Linked DNA regions of Sus scrofa: region 2 is linked to region 1. Evidence: chromatin contacts called from public HiChIP or PLAC-seq data. All regions are on one chromosome and are shown on one strand. The core of a region is the stretch at or near the end of the contact, and the rest is flanking DNA. Distances in the headings are between cores, read along the strand shown.

Region 1 (7,229 bases), core at 2,363-4,862:
TCTCCTTTGGCCCCACTGGATTTCACACCAGTCCACCTACACAGCGCACTTTCCCACCTCCAGCCTTGTTTTGCCTGGGTCCCTCCTCTTCCTGCCCTGCCAGGCCAACCTCAAGCAGAATCAAACTCTCCTCTTGGCTCCTGTGCAATCTTGGGCACTTGCTATTGTGACACTTGGCACTTTGAACCACAATTTCTTTCAGGGATGAAAACTCCAGGCAACGTCTTGGGGTTTTTGAAATTTATTTTTTTCTTTACTGAAATACACATGACGTGCAGTATTAGATCAGTTTCAGTTGTACTACATCGTGATTCAACATCTGCATACATTATGAAATGATCACCACAATTGGTCTAGTAACCATCTGTCCCCATACAAAGTTGTTACAGTGTTATTGACCATATTCCTTATGCTGTATATTACATCCTTGTGGCTTATTTATCTTATAACTAGAGGTTTGTCCCTGTTAATCTCCTTCACCTATTTCCCCCAACACTCCCTCCCTCTTCTCTGTATCTGTGAGTCTTTTCATTTTGCTTTGTTTGTGTTTTAGGTTTCACATAGGCAATGTCTTGCTTGTCTCTGAGCACTGAGTCCCTAGCCTAGAGTATTAAATAACTTCTGGGAGTTCCCTGGTGGTGCAGTAGATTAAGGAGCTAGTGTTGTCACTGCAGTGCCTTGGGTTGTTGCTATGGTGCAGGTTTGATCCCCAGCTCAGTAACTTTGGCATGCTACAGGTATGGCTGAAAAATAAAATAAAATAAAATAAAATAAAATTCAAAAAATTAATAACTTATAAACACCATTGAGACCATACTAGGTTTAGAAATCTAAAGACATGCTGGTCTTAATCATTTATCAGGGATCACAGGCCACAAGGAGACTATGACTTTCCTCTCCCCATTGTGCTCGTCCTTCTCCCCGACAAGGCCAGCTCCCCTATTACAACTTTCCTGACCTGTGCCTCCTCTTTCATAGAGTGTTTACAGTTTGCAATCATTTTTTTATGCTATTATTTTTTGAGATTATGTAATTAATGTCTTCTCCTGGCAACAGACTGTAAGTTCCCTGTGGGTAGGCTCACATCTACCTTTGTTCGCCTTTCAATCAATGTGGCCAGCACTGAGCCAGGCACATAGCTGATGCTCCCTAAATAGCCATACGACTGAATGAAATTTTTTCCCTACACACACACACACACACACACCACACACACACACACACACACACACGCATGCACACGGGCTTCTAGCACCTACATTGTTGTATAGATCACCGATTAGGCAGATGGTTGACACAGAGACCAGTGTAAACTCTCCTGTTTGTTTTTCAAGCAGATTATAGCGGAAACACGAGGCTTGCCAACTAGAAGGGAGAAATTCAAAATGGTAAACGGAGCATTCCCGCTCACAGGGCTCAATGAGGGCTTCACAAACAACACAGAGCCAAAATAAATGTGTTAAAAGTATACTCCAGCAAAAGAGTATTGACCGTGTCCTTTCAAGAATTTTCCCAGACATCAAGAAGAAAAACTGTAAGAGCTGGACTTTGAAAAGGGCTTAGGCAACCAGGGAATATATTATCTATGCTGACAGCTTCTCAGAACTGAGAGGACACTGGACCCACAGAAAGGAAGAAAGAATTGGTGTCCCATTAAAACGAAGCAGAGCCACTCAGGAACTGCTTTTGTCCAGCCAGACAACAATTTTTTTTTTTTTTAAAGATTAAAGCTGCTTGGAGTTTCCTGTTGTAGTGCAGTGGAAACGATTCCGACTAGGAAACATGAGGTTGCGGGTTCAATCCCTGGCCTTGCTCAGTGGGTTAAGGATCCAGCATTGCTGTGAGCTGTGGTGTAGGTCTCAGACAAGTCTTGGATCCTGAGTTGCTGTGGCTGTGGCTGTGGCATAGGCCACCAGCTACAGCTCTGATTAGACCCCTAGCCTGGGAAACTCCACATGCCGTGGACGTGGCCCTATAAAGGCAAAAGACAAAAGACAAAAAAAAAAAAAAAAAAAAGAAAAGAAAAAGATCAAAGCTACTTTATGAGCTCAAATTTCAGCAGAGTTGCAGGGAGCATTAAGAGGAAATGTCTTAGCTTCGAGAGCTAGCAGATTTGTTGCTTTTTTTCTTTCTTACATGAAAATATCTAGGTTGAGAATATCAGACAAAGTGAAGAACGGACCCAACTGACTAATCCTGATAATTTTTTTCTTCTTTTCACAACCACACCTACAGCACATGGAAGTTCCCAGGCTAGGGGTCACTTTGGAGCTGCAGCTGCTGGCCTTCGCCACAGCCACAGCAACACAGGATCCGAGCCATATCTTTGACCTTTGCTGCATCTTGTGGCAATGCTGGATCCTTAACCCACTGAGTGAGGCCAGGGATTGAACCCGCATTCTCATGGACACTAATCGGTTCTTAACCTGCTGAGCCACAATGGGAACTCCAATCCTGATACTTTGAAGTTGCAAGGGACCTGCTCCACTCCATCCTTCATGTTATAGCTGAAGTGCCCAACGTGAAGGCAGAGCCAGTGACTAACCCATCTCTGTGTGTGCATCCCCGGGCACGGACTAGAGACCAGGTCTTCCAGCTTTGTAGTCAGGGCTCTTAGCCCTGGCCTCCCTGCTCTGGGGCTTCATGAGACCAAACACCAAGCACCCACCTGCCCCCGGTCAGCGTGCCAAACAAAGGTGATTGGCTACAAGCTTTGCTTTCAGATCAGCCAGTTTAGGGCCATGTTTTAGCTCATCTGTGGTTTTATTGCAGTGGTTTTTCTATTTTGTGGGCATCCATGAGGCATGTGCACACAGTGCCACCTTGGAAAACTAATAATGAGTCTCTTGGTACTAAATTTTAAATATATCTACTGGTTTGAGGCAACCCTAATTAGGTCCCAGTTGTCTGGAATGTTCCTTGAAGACAGGCACCATTTCGGGGCAGGGGGAATGTCCAAGGCTTGCAGAAGTTCCCAGGCCAGGGATCAAACCTGGGCCCCAAAGTGACCAAAGCCACTGCAGTTAAAGCCACTGCAGTTACAATGCCGGCTCCTCAACCTGCTGAGACACCAGGGAACTCCATGAAACCATTTTTTTTACTTAGCATAGCCCCAATACCAAGGCTGGCCATCTGGCTCACAGTGGGATAGCAAAGTGAGAGACTGTCTGAAAACTGCACAGAATCTAAATCTGAGGTCCTAAAGACCAGTGTTAGACTCCTTGGCCAGAAGCTAACAAAGATGCTTAACCTCTGTGAACCTCAATCTTCTCATCTGTAAATTAACACAAATTCCAGCTGCCTAAGAGAACTGCTACAGAGAAGGAAGATAATTTGTGTAGAGCATCAAGAACACAAGGTGCTTTAGTAAACCGAACAACGATGTTTTCTCACCACTGATGCAAGGAGGGATGAAATAAGGCAAATTTTAAAGTGGTTCTTTTCCGGAAGACAAGCAAGAAATAAAGAAAAGGAAACAACAATTGCAATTACCCAGCCCGTGCATGGTCAGAATTTCCTCCGCTATTTATTGTCAGAGCTGACAGCCCTGCTTTAAAGCCAGCCCTGCCTCGTCCCAACTTCTGCTTCACCTCCCACTGAAGTCATAACGCTGGGCTCACTTTCTGTCTATTGACACAGAGAGCCTGTGAGTCACAAATTCAACAGGATGACTTTGCTGCAGTGTGATTGACTGGAAAATGTTTCCTCATCTGAAAAAATTTTTTTCAAGCAAACGGAGATGCTTATTTTTGCAACGTGGAGCACAAGTTCTTTATTTATTTGACGTCGGTCTCTGTGACATTCCAGCTGGCCAAAGGAGGGCTCACGACATTCGTGATCTGCCTTAAGAAGTGACATATATTTTTCCCTCTCCTTCTCCCTTCCTGCCGTCTATTATATCTAAAGCAAACAGTCCCGGCGCAATGGTTCGATTGCACTTCGGTGTGGTGTTTACTTGACATTTACTCACGGGCCGTGCTGGACAGCTCAGTCATTCCAGAACGGGGCCCGGCCAAGCCCTGGGTTCCACTTGTGCTCAACCCTGAGCAACACAAAGTCCTGGGACAGATAGATGGTGACTTGAGATGTGCTTGTGCGCCTGGGTTTAACTCTTACACCTGAACTAGTGTATGGTCGGCGACGAGGTATCAGGATGTATTTAGTCATCTGAGAAAACATCTCCCTGATCCACGCAGGGCAGGTGGATCTTGCTAATACCACCCTCCCTTCCTTTAAAGAAGCACACACACTGCCTCCACATTCATTCTAAGACAGGGCTAGTCTAGTCCCTGGTGCTACGGCTCCTCAGGACTGGGCACAGATTGCTAATTTGATTAACTTCATCTTCTGTTAGTCCATTTCCTCTTCTGTATAATGGTCTTTTTTTTTTTTTGGCTGCACCTGTGGCATATGGAAGTTGCCCAGGCTAGGGGTCAAATGGGAGCTAAAGCTGCTGACCTACACCACAGCCACAGCAACACAGGGTCCGAGCCACATCTACAACCCACACCGCAGCTCACGGCAACACCGGATCCTTGACCCACTGAGCAAGGCCAGGGATAGAATCTATGTCTTCATGGATGCTAGTCAGGTTCATTACCACTGAGCCACGATGGGAACTCCAAGTATGGTGGAATGCATAATACCTACCCCACAGGGTGATTGAGGGCACAACACATGCAATGTACCTGGGACAGGTTGAAGTGCTTAGAATGAAACAAATGGAAAGTGTTAGTTCTCATCCCCTCCTGGCATCCATGCTTCTGGCTGTAGGAGGGAAAGGGCTCAGGGAAGGGTAAGTTATGGGGGTTCCTGTCAGTGCAGCTTGAAGTGGGGGAGGAGGCTGGGACTTGGCTAGGAGACAGGACCTGTGTTCACATGGTCCCAGCTCTGCCAGTGTGTGGCTGGGCAGTCACCTCTGTTCCCGAGGCTTTTGATTCCATACATGCAAAGTGGACATGCTAACACTGTCTGATTTCCACACCCTCCAAGTCTGGAATCAGTCCAAAGGGACTGTTGTAAAAGGTGGACTAGCTTCAAAGCTGATAAACTTAGATGTCAGTATTTAAAAGGAGTAGCAAAAGAATAAGATGCTAATGCTCACTGCTGGGCAGCAGGCAATATCTTCACACCTTGCTCATGGGAATGGAAACATTGATGGGAATGTAAATTGATGAAATGTAAATTTTTTGAGGAACAGTTTGATCATGGTTGATAATGTTAGCTTAGTAAAACAATTTCTATGAATCGAGCCTGGGGAAATAAATGTATATGTCTAAAGGTGCACATGGAAGTTTCAGAATCAAGAAAAACTGGAAACAATTTAAATGACCATCAGAGGAGGATTGATTAAATAGTAATATTAGGAAATACTATGACGTGTTTAAAAATATAAGGTATATCTGGAGTTCCCGTCGTGGTGCAGTGGTTAACGAATCCAACTAGGAACCATGAGGTTGCAGGTTGGTCTTGCTCAGTGGGTTAAGGATCTGGCGTTGCCATGAGCTGTGGTGTGGGTTGCAGACACAGCTCAGATCCCGCGTTGCTGTGGCTCTGGTGTAGGCCGGTGGTTACAGCTCTGATTCAACCCCTAGCCTGGGAACCTCCATATGCCGCTGGAGCGGCCCTAGAAAAGGAAAAAAAAAGACAAAAAAATAAATAAAAATTAAAAAATAAAAATATAAGGTATATCTATGCATTAGCACGTATAGCTATCTGTGGTAACTTGTTAAACGAAAATAAAAGCAAATTTAGAGTTCCCGTTGTGGCGCAATGGAAACTAATCTGAATAGTATCCATGAGGATACAAGTTTGATCCCTGGCCTCGTTCAGTGGGTTGAGGATCTGGCATTGCCGCAATCTGTGGTGTAGGTCACAGATGAGGCTCAGATTTGGCATGGCTGTGGCTGTGGCTGTGGCTGTGGCGGGCAACTACAACTCCCATTGGACCCCTAGCCTGGGGACCTCCATATGCCACAGGTGTGACCATAAGATAAAAAAGACCAAAAAAAAAAATTTATATATGCATTAAAAACCCTGAAAATTTGTAAACCAAACTGCTGATCATAGATATATCTGGATTGGTAGGATGTGGATTCCTTTTTCTTAAAACTACATTTATTGATTAATTTTTTAAGTAAGCAGGATTAGGTTTTGTTTTTTTGTTTTTATTTTTTGTCTTTTTGTCTTTTAGGGCTGCACCCAAGGCATATGGAGGTTCCTAGGCCAGGCGTCAAATCGGAGCTGTAGCTGCTGGCCTATGCCACAGACACAGCAACACAAGATCCAAGCCGAGTCTGTGACCTACACCACAGCTCACAGCAATGCCAGATCCTTAACCCAACTGAGCGAGGCCAGGGATCGAACCTGTGTCCTCATGGATGCTAGTCAGATTCGTTAACCGCTGAGCCATGACGGGAAGTCCAGCATTGGTTTTTGAAATCACAAAAAAAAATTACTTTTCAAAAATAAAATATAAAGTAAACAAACTCCCAGCATGAACCTGAAAAAAAAAATGGAATAAAAGGAGCAATTTTTTACTAAACGTGGCGTATTCATTAAAAGTGTTTTCTGATTCTCCTTCCGACACCCCATGCAAGTGAGAGTAAAGGAAGTGAAAAGGCAAAACCTACCAGAACAAAAAGAGTGGGCCTGGGAAGCAATGGACATATATCACAAACTTAGATCAGAGGAAATGGAAAACTAAGCAGACTGATTTCAAGGTGCAGGACCCTTGGAAGTAGAGACACCAAGTTACTCAGAAAGTAAGGTGCATGTGAGGATGGAAACAGGATTATTGTTTGAAAGCCTATATAAGCAGCTGTTGGAAAATCCATACCTATCCATCCACCCACCTACCCACTAATTCATCTATCCACCCATTCATCCATGCAAGCAATCAGGCTCTGAGATTCCTCCCCCAACCTGATGCAACCAGACAATTATTTGCCCCCAAGTTAGATAGACAGAATATTAGGGTTTTACTCACTGGAGAAATGGACCTAAGAACCCTGGATGCAGGGAAAGCTGGCACAACTGAGGACAGGAGCAAACAAGGATGACTAAAGAGCAAGCCACATGAGGAATTTCTATCATGGCCCAGCAGAAACGAATCTGACTAGGAACCATGAGGTTTCGGGTTCGATCCCCGGCCTTGCTTGGTGGGTTAAGGATCTGGCGTTGCCGTGAGCTGTGGTGTAGGTTGCAGACTCGGCTCGGATCCTGCGTTG
Region 2 (7,229 bases), core at 3,112-5,611, 280 kb before region 1:
TCTTGCCAGCAGCCTCTTTGCTTCCCTGGCCCAGGGCCACCCCAAGTCGGCGCTTCCTCCTGCCCAGAGAAGCAGAGAGAAACCTGAAGTTCCTGCAGGGAGTTGGGCCACAAATGCAGGAGGAACGCTTTCCTCACTGATATTTCAAGACTATTTCACAATCATCAAACCACCAGCCACATGCAATCACTGGCTGAAAAGCAAAAATTTCAAGTTTGGATTGTGAGTGTGTTAAAACACAAATAATAAGGTTTGAAGGAACGTCCGACAGCTAAGAGAAGTCCTTGTAATGCAGTGTGGGTTTTGGCCAGAAGGACATGTTTAAGGCGGGGAGGAGAGAGGTTCATTCAACTCAAGTTAGATCATTAGATAGTAGTGGGGAAAAAAAAAATCTCCCCAAGGCAGCTACAATGTGATATACAGACACAGAACTGTTTCTTAAACACAGGTACATAAATGGTAAATTAAAAGAAAAACTAGGACAAATATTGTTTTTACCTTTTGCATTTAATATTTTGGGTGCTATGAAGTCACAAGCTGAAAGATCGAAAAGGAAGATTTCACCAAGACAATAAGACCAAAATGTTACAAATTGTGTTCATTTACTTGTTCATTTATTTCAATTTTTTGCTAAAGGACTAGAGAGAACAGTATGCCTCCAAGGTAGGGTTGCCAAATAAAATACCCGGCATTCAGATAAATTTGAATTTCAGATAGACAACAAATACTTTTTAAAGTATAATTATATACTGCATATTGCATGGAATATCTTATACTAAAAAAAAAAATTGTTGTCTATGTGAAAGTCAAATTGAACTGAATGGCCTATATTTTTACTTGCTAAATCTGGCAACTCTACAGCCAGGCTGCTAGCCAGTAAGCCTGGGTGCTTTCTTTTGGAAGAACGCAACATTCTCCATGCCTCCCACAAGCTTTTCCGCAAAGGAAGCTAATCTAGTCCAATGTCTTCATTTGACAGATAAGGAAACTGAGGTCAGAGATAGGACGTGACTTGCTCAAGGTCACACAAAGTTTCAGTGTTAAAACCAGGGCACAAATCCAGGCTCACTGCCCCAGGTTGGTTTGCCATGGATGACAGAGACTCAAGTTACCAAGAGGTCATCTATGAAGATTGTTTCAAAGGGGAAAAGTTGGGGGGAAGGATGGATCGGGGGGTTGTGACTGGCATATGCAGCTTATTGTATATGGAATAGATGGTCCATGGGGACCTGCTGTATAGCAGAGAACTCTACTCAATATTCTGTGATAGCCTATATGGGAAAAGACTCTGAAAAAGAAGGGATGTGTATATACGTATAACTGAATCACTTCGTTGAACAGCAGACATTAACACAACAACAAGAACAAAATAAATTAACACAACATTTTAAATCAACTATACTTCAAAAAAACTTTTAACAATTGGGGGAAAAAACGTTCCAACCACTCAGAATCATGTAGATATAAAAATAGTTCACCTAAGGTCCTTCCTCGGGTTTATTCTCTTGGAAATGTTACTTTAAAAGCTGAAGAATCATGAATTGCAGCACTTTTCTATGTCTAGAACCTTTGACTCAAATGAAATTGTATATGAAATCCAGTGTACAAAAAAAATTAAAACTGAAACAGTTAACAATTTTAATCAACAAACTTCAATTAAAACAAGAATTCTCTTGGTGGAAAAAAAAAATGCTATGGTTGAATCAGGGTTAGGGAGATGGTCCTCACGGACTTCCCTTTCTCTATCAAAGCATCCCCAAAACGACATTTGTGGAGCCTCTTGAAGCCACACGGAATAACCACTGGTCTGACAGTACAAGCACAGGCTTTGGATTCAAAGTCTTCACCACCCCCACGACTGGGTCAAACACTAACTTCTCTTGAGTCTCAGCTTCCTCATCTCTTCACTCGGATAGAGAAAATAGCAGTTACTAACACCAAGATGGCACAGGCTGCAGTAACATGTATGTAAGTGCATCGGATGCTGGAGGGCACTGGACCAGGAGGAGTCCACCCGGGCGTTCACTTTTATGTAAATGAAAGAATCAGTAGAAAACTGGGAGGACTGTTCGTTAGCTCTATTTTTGCTCTACGTATAAAACCATTCTCTTGCGATTTTTTGGTGTTACTCTTCTTGAGATCTTAAAGATGGATATTGACTGGTCTACTGTGACTCCTGGCAATGGATTCCAAAGTGCCAGAAAGTCAGATTATGACCACAGTATGAGGGCTGGAGAGCAGAACAAAAGCTATAGCAAATCTTTGGCCCTTCCAGGCAATCAGGACCACCTTCCCTGACCAGAAATCTCAACTGCTACAACCTTTGATCCTCCAGTATCTCGGGTGAGTTTTTATAAACCTCCTGGATTCTGGGAAGATGTTGGGTGTCCTAAGAACACCTAGGACATATGTGACACAAAGCCTGGGTGCACATAGAAGGTGACTTCTGACTGATGTGACAAGAGTGGACTTGCCCAGAGCCATGTCCTGTGGTACCATGCTTGCTGCATACATTCCCTCCCAGACCACCATCTAGCATGCGCTCTTCGTACCATCTCAGGTTGAGATCTCTTGGACCTTATCCTTCTTCATTTCCATTCCACATTTGTCATCCCCAAGCAGTCTAGATTCTAGGCCTTGCTTCCTAGGAACACAACCCATGGCCTCCGGGAAATTCTGAGAAGCGAGAACCCAGGGGCACAGCCTTAGACTAGGGTGGTAAACAATGTGTGTATCCTCAAGCAAGTCATGTCTTCTCTTGGTGCTTTGGTTTCTACAAAAGAGCACTCTGGAGTTCCCTAGTGGTCTGGCAGCTAAGGACTTGGTATTATCACTGCTGTGGCTTGGGTTACTGCTGTGGTGAGGGTTCAGTCCCTAACCCGGGAACTTCTGCATGCCACAGGCATGGCCAAAACAACAATAACAACACGGACTTGCCTACCACACTAGGAGACTAAGAGAACATAAAAATGACAGGTATAGGAGTTCCCCTCGTGGCACATAGGAAACGAATCCGACTAGGAACCATGAGGTTGCTGGTTCGATCTCTGGGCTCACTCAGTGGGTTAAGGATCTGGCATTGCCATGAGCTGTGGTGTAGGTCACAGATGCAGCTAGGATCCTGCGTTGCTGTGGCTGTAGTGTAGGCTGACAGCTGAAGCTCTGATTCAACCCCTAGCCTGGGCACCTCCATATGCCGTGGGAGCAGCCCTAAAAGGAAAAAAAAAAAAAAAATTGGCTGTTATATGCAGAATGATCTATAAAAACACTACTCACATGTTGGAGTTTGTTTTTCTATTGGTGGTTTGGGGCTTTGACAAACTCTATATTCCCCCATCCTAATGCCTGGTAGAAAGCAGTTGGATCCATAATTGGTCTCATTAAAGTGAATTATTGATACTAGTCAGATTAAAATATTTGTTGAAATACACCAAAGATTAATATTTAAAATCATCTGCCTCTTCGATGCTCTGATTAATGAGATCTGCCATTTCTTTGTACCCTAGTGGGCATATTCTTCTAAACAGAAGGCTTATGGGGTCAGAGTTCCTTCTCTGGTGCTGGATTTCTACTACAAGTGAGAAAAAACATGAGGACTGCACTTCATTTTGGCAGCAGAAGTGATGGGACCAGGGTAGCCCAGTCCCCCGTGTGACTAGGAGGAAGGGTCAATGTGCTAGAATTTGCTTCTCTTCGACAGATCAGTTGGCCAGCACATAGGCTGAGAATAAAGAGATAAATCTAGAAGCTTCTACTCAACGTCCTCTGCCTTGGCTCACGCAGTCCCACATCCCTTACAAAGCCATCCCTTACATATGAGGGATCCCTGAGTGTTTTTCTCAGAGCACATTTATATTTGAGGTTAAGAACAAAGATGCTTGCTGTGGCATCTTGAATTGTCCAGTGCACCACACGGACCGGTTCTTCTAGACATGCTCATAGACGTGGGATGGGAGAGTCCACCAGGAAACTTTGAGACAGGGCCACATGCGATGACTGTTTGTAAATTCCTCGAATTTTGAGGTTGAGAAAGTGGACTCACAGAGCAATCACTCCTTTAGCGGAGGGTGAAGGGGCATTTGTGAGAATACATTGTGAAAGGAAAGGAGAACTCTAGAATGTGGAGAAACCTTGGTCTTGTGTAAGCATTGCCCTTTCGGATTTTTAAGTGTACCAGTAGGGGTCTGTATGCCAGAACCTAGATCTGTCCCATAGTCCCGCCTGAGTGTCACCACATTCTCCCATCAAGTGTCAAAGGACACAACCTCCCGGAGCTGGAAGCCTGTCCAGGTCGGCCATGGCCACGTTCCCTCCTCGCATTTGCGTTTTGGAGTTTGGAGAGAGTTCTCCCCCAATGAACTTACTCCTCTCTGTCACTCTGGAAGTGACCAGATCATCACGCCCACTTTCCAGATAAGAAGACCAGCCATAGCCTGCCTGCACAAGAAGGAAAAAGCCCATTTGCAGTTATGAAATAATATTTAAACTACTTAGGGATAAACGGAGTGAAGAAATTTCCTGTCACATTTATGCTTTTGGAAAACAGCATTTCCAGAGAGTAAGCAGAACCAAAACCAAGTATTAATTGCCTAATAACCATGGTTTTAACTGGATGGAATTTTATGAGATGCCCCAAATGGGCATGCCATGTTTCTAGGAGAAATGACTGAAAATTTGTCATTTTGATTTGTTTTTCTCAATAGATTCTAGTCCTTTCATTAATCTTTATTAATGGGATGGGTAGGAGATGGAAAGCAAGGCCAAAAGGATGCTTAAATTCTTCAGAATTAGAGAAATGTGACATGTAAATAGACATTCCCTCAACACCCACCCCAACTCCTACCATAGTCTGTCTTGTTTAGGGAATAAACTCATTTTTCTCCATTAAGCCGGCTCTATCGAAAATGTCAGCATGGAATTGGAGCTACTGTAGGCAAGTCTGCATTGTAAGTGCCTGCAAATAAATTGTTCTGATCTGAGACACTTCTTCTTGGAATAGAATGAAGAGGCTGTGTGGTTGCTTGGCACCAGTGTGGGTACAGGCTCGTGGCATGGACTTCCCCAGAACTCCAGAATAGCCCAAGTACTTTGCCACCAGCTCATTTTAAAGAGGAGGAAATGGGGGTTGAGAGGGTAAAAGGCTTTAACTGGCCATGGCAGCTCCAACTGTGGCATAGGGTAGGGTAGGGCGTGTGTGTGTGTGTGTGTGTGTGCGTGTGTGTTTTGAGGGGAAAGGGCAGGGACAGAAAAATTTTCTTTGGGAGGCAAAACGTAGGTTGTCTCAAATGGCCAGCAGAACTCACGTGGATGGAACAGAGTAAGGGGTTGGGTGGAACAGAGTGAGGGGTGGTACAGTTACTAAAAGAGAATAGTTGCCAAGTGTGAGAAGTCTGGGTGTTGAAGGGATTACAAGGAGTTCAGCTGGTCTGTGGATGTGGGTGGAGGTGGCAAGAGAGAAGGGCAGGAGCCAGCTCAAAGACCTCACATCCATTCTGCCTGCCCCTACCTGCCCTGTGGTGGCTGCTGGGTCCCCAAGAATGTGGGCAGACCCCACCAGCGCCCAGCCTTGGGATCTCACCCACTCTCTGGGGTCAGCCGCCTCCTGTGCATCAACACCCCTCAGGTTTCTAGCTCCATCTAGACCAAGTCCCCCGCATGGGGCCACCACCCATCACTCCATCCTCCCTCCCATGAATGGAAGGACATGCTACCGACGTCTAGGGGGAGGCGTTGGGGAGACAGGCAGTGAGAGAAGGACTGGAGAGTCCTACCCTTTGAGGGAGTCGTGACAGGCCCTGGACACTGCTTCTTCCTTTCAATGTTTTATTTATCCACAGTCCCAGAAGGATGGACGCCAAAGGGACCCCATGAGCTCCAGGCTGGCATGGCTGACCTGGGGAGGGAGGTTGAAGTTTGTGGGCTTCCTTTCCAGGGCCTGTGTCCTGCTCCTGCCCAGTGCTGCCATACGGCCCTCCACTGTGACCCCAGGGCCAGCAGGATAGTCACACCAGGCCGGGGCATTGGCATTTGGTGTCATTTGGGTTGGGCAGCTGGTGAAAGATACAAGGAGTTCTCTAGAGCTGAGGCCCTCCTTTATAGAAGAGGGCTTCAGAAATGGGCCTGTCATGCTGACTTCAGGAAGAGCAACACCGTTTTTGCTTGCTGTCTTCAATAATTTGATAGTTTTGAAGAAGGGTGTTTGATTGCTTTGGGAAAAACAGTTACAGAAAGACTGTAATTGCGCTGGTTCCATCCATGGCTGGAGTTGGCTAGTCTGGCTCATGAGAGCAAAAGGAGCATTTATTTCACTCCTCATCTCATGACCCATGAGGTCAACTGGGTAGCTTGAAGTCAGCCATGGAGAGTGGCAAATACTTCCAGTCACCCCTCGTCTCATCTCATGTCCACACAAAGCCACCACTCAGAGCAGAAAACTTCTTTTTACAAATGAAGTACAGAATTCTAGTACTTCGGGATGGCCTGAAAAAGTGAGAAATAGCACACCTTTAACAAGCACTTGTTGGAGTTCCTGTGGTGGCTCAGCAGAAACCAATCTGACTAGCATCCATGAGGACGCAGGTTCGATCCCTGACCTTGCTCAGTGGGTTTAAGGAGCCCGCGTTGCTGTGGTGTAGGCCTCTAGCTACAGCTCCAATTCCACCCTTAGCCTGGGGACTTCCATGTGCGGGTGCGGCCCTAAAAAGACAAAAACAAGCAAACAGACACATGTCTGGCAACCTTCAAACAAACAGACATCATTTTTAAAATGTTTTTATTTTTTTGCTCCAGAACGGGGCTTCTTTTCAGAGTACAATAACAGGAGACCTGAATTTGGAATCAGAAGGCATAGGTTTAAGTCAGAGCCTCATCACTGATAGGTACATGTGCTCTTGGGTTAGTCTTTGAGCCTTAATTTCTACATCTCTAAAATGAGGTTGACAAACCACTTCCCACCATCTTCGTAAGGAGTGAACAAAATAACAAACATTAAATATAGGGTTTTTGGCAAGTAGCCATTCATAAATGAATAAATGGACTAGAAAATGTGGGAACTATCTTGTCAACCAAATGAAGAGGTCCCCTCTTCCTTTAAGGGGAATTCCCTCCCTCCTACTGGATTTAACATTGCTCTGGGGGTCCCTGGGCATTTTCATCTGCACGAACCCACAGTGATCCCAGCCCGCTGGGCAGGAGAACTGCAAGGGCAGGTCAGGGAGTCTTCACTGCCT

The links. HiChIP or PLAC-seq counts read pairs in DNA pulled down with a chosen protein or histone mark.
Region 2: an H3K27ac HiChIP or PLAC-seq map of alveolar macrophages shows a contact between it and region 1. The contact joins two enhancer-like sites. A contact is called at or near these places in 1 of 47 Hi-C or Micro-C datasets (fetal heart ventricle) and 1 of 2 datasets of contacts at active chromatin or transcription factors (alveolar macrophages).

The regions. Positions count from the first base shown.
Region 1 is chr1:248,619,879-248,627,107 of Sscrofa11.1, reverse strand. No RefSeq gene overlaps it. Among named protein-coding and RNA genes, the nearest start is that of KLF4, 14 kb to the right of the region's middle. Within about 2 kb of position 3,612, at least 7 of the 83 cell types and tissues checked have an H3K27ac peak or open chromatin away from gene starts, as enhancers often do. A contact at or near this core is called in alveolar macrophages, where this site is marked.
Region 2 is chr1:248,900,258-248,907,486 of Sscrofa11.1, reverse strand. No RefSeq gene overlaps it. Among named protein-coding and RNA genes, the nearest start is that of KLF4, 290 kb to the right of the region's middle. Within about 2 kb of position 4,361, at least 2 of the 83 cell types and tissues checked have an H3K27ac peak or open chromatin away from gene starts, as enhancers often do. A contact at or near this core is called in alveolar macrophages, where this site is marked.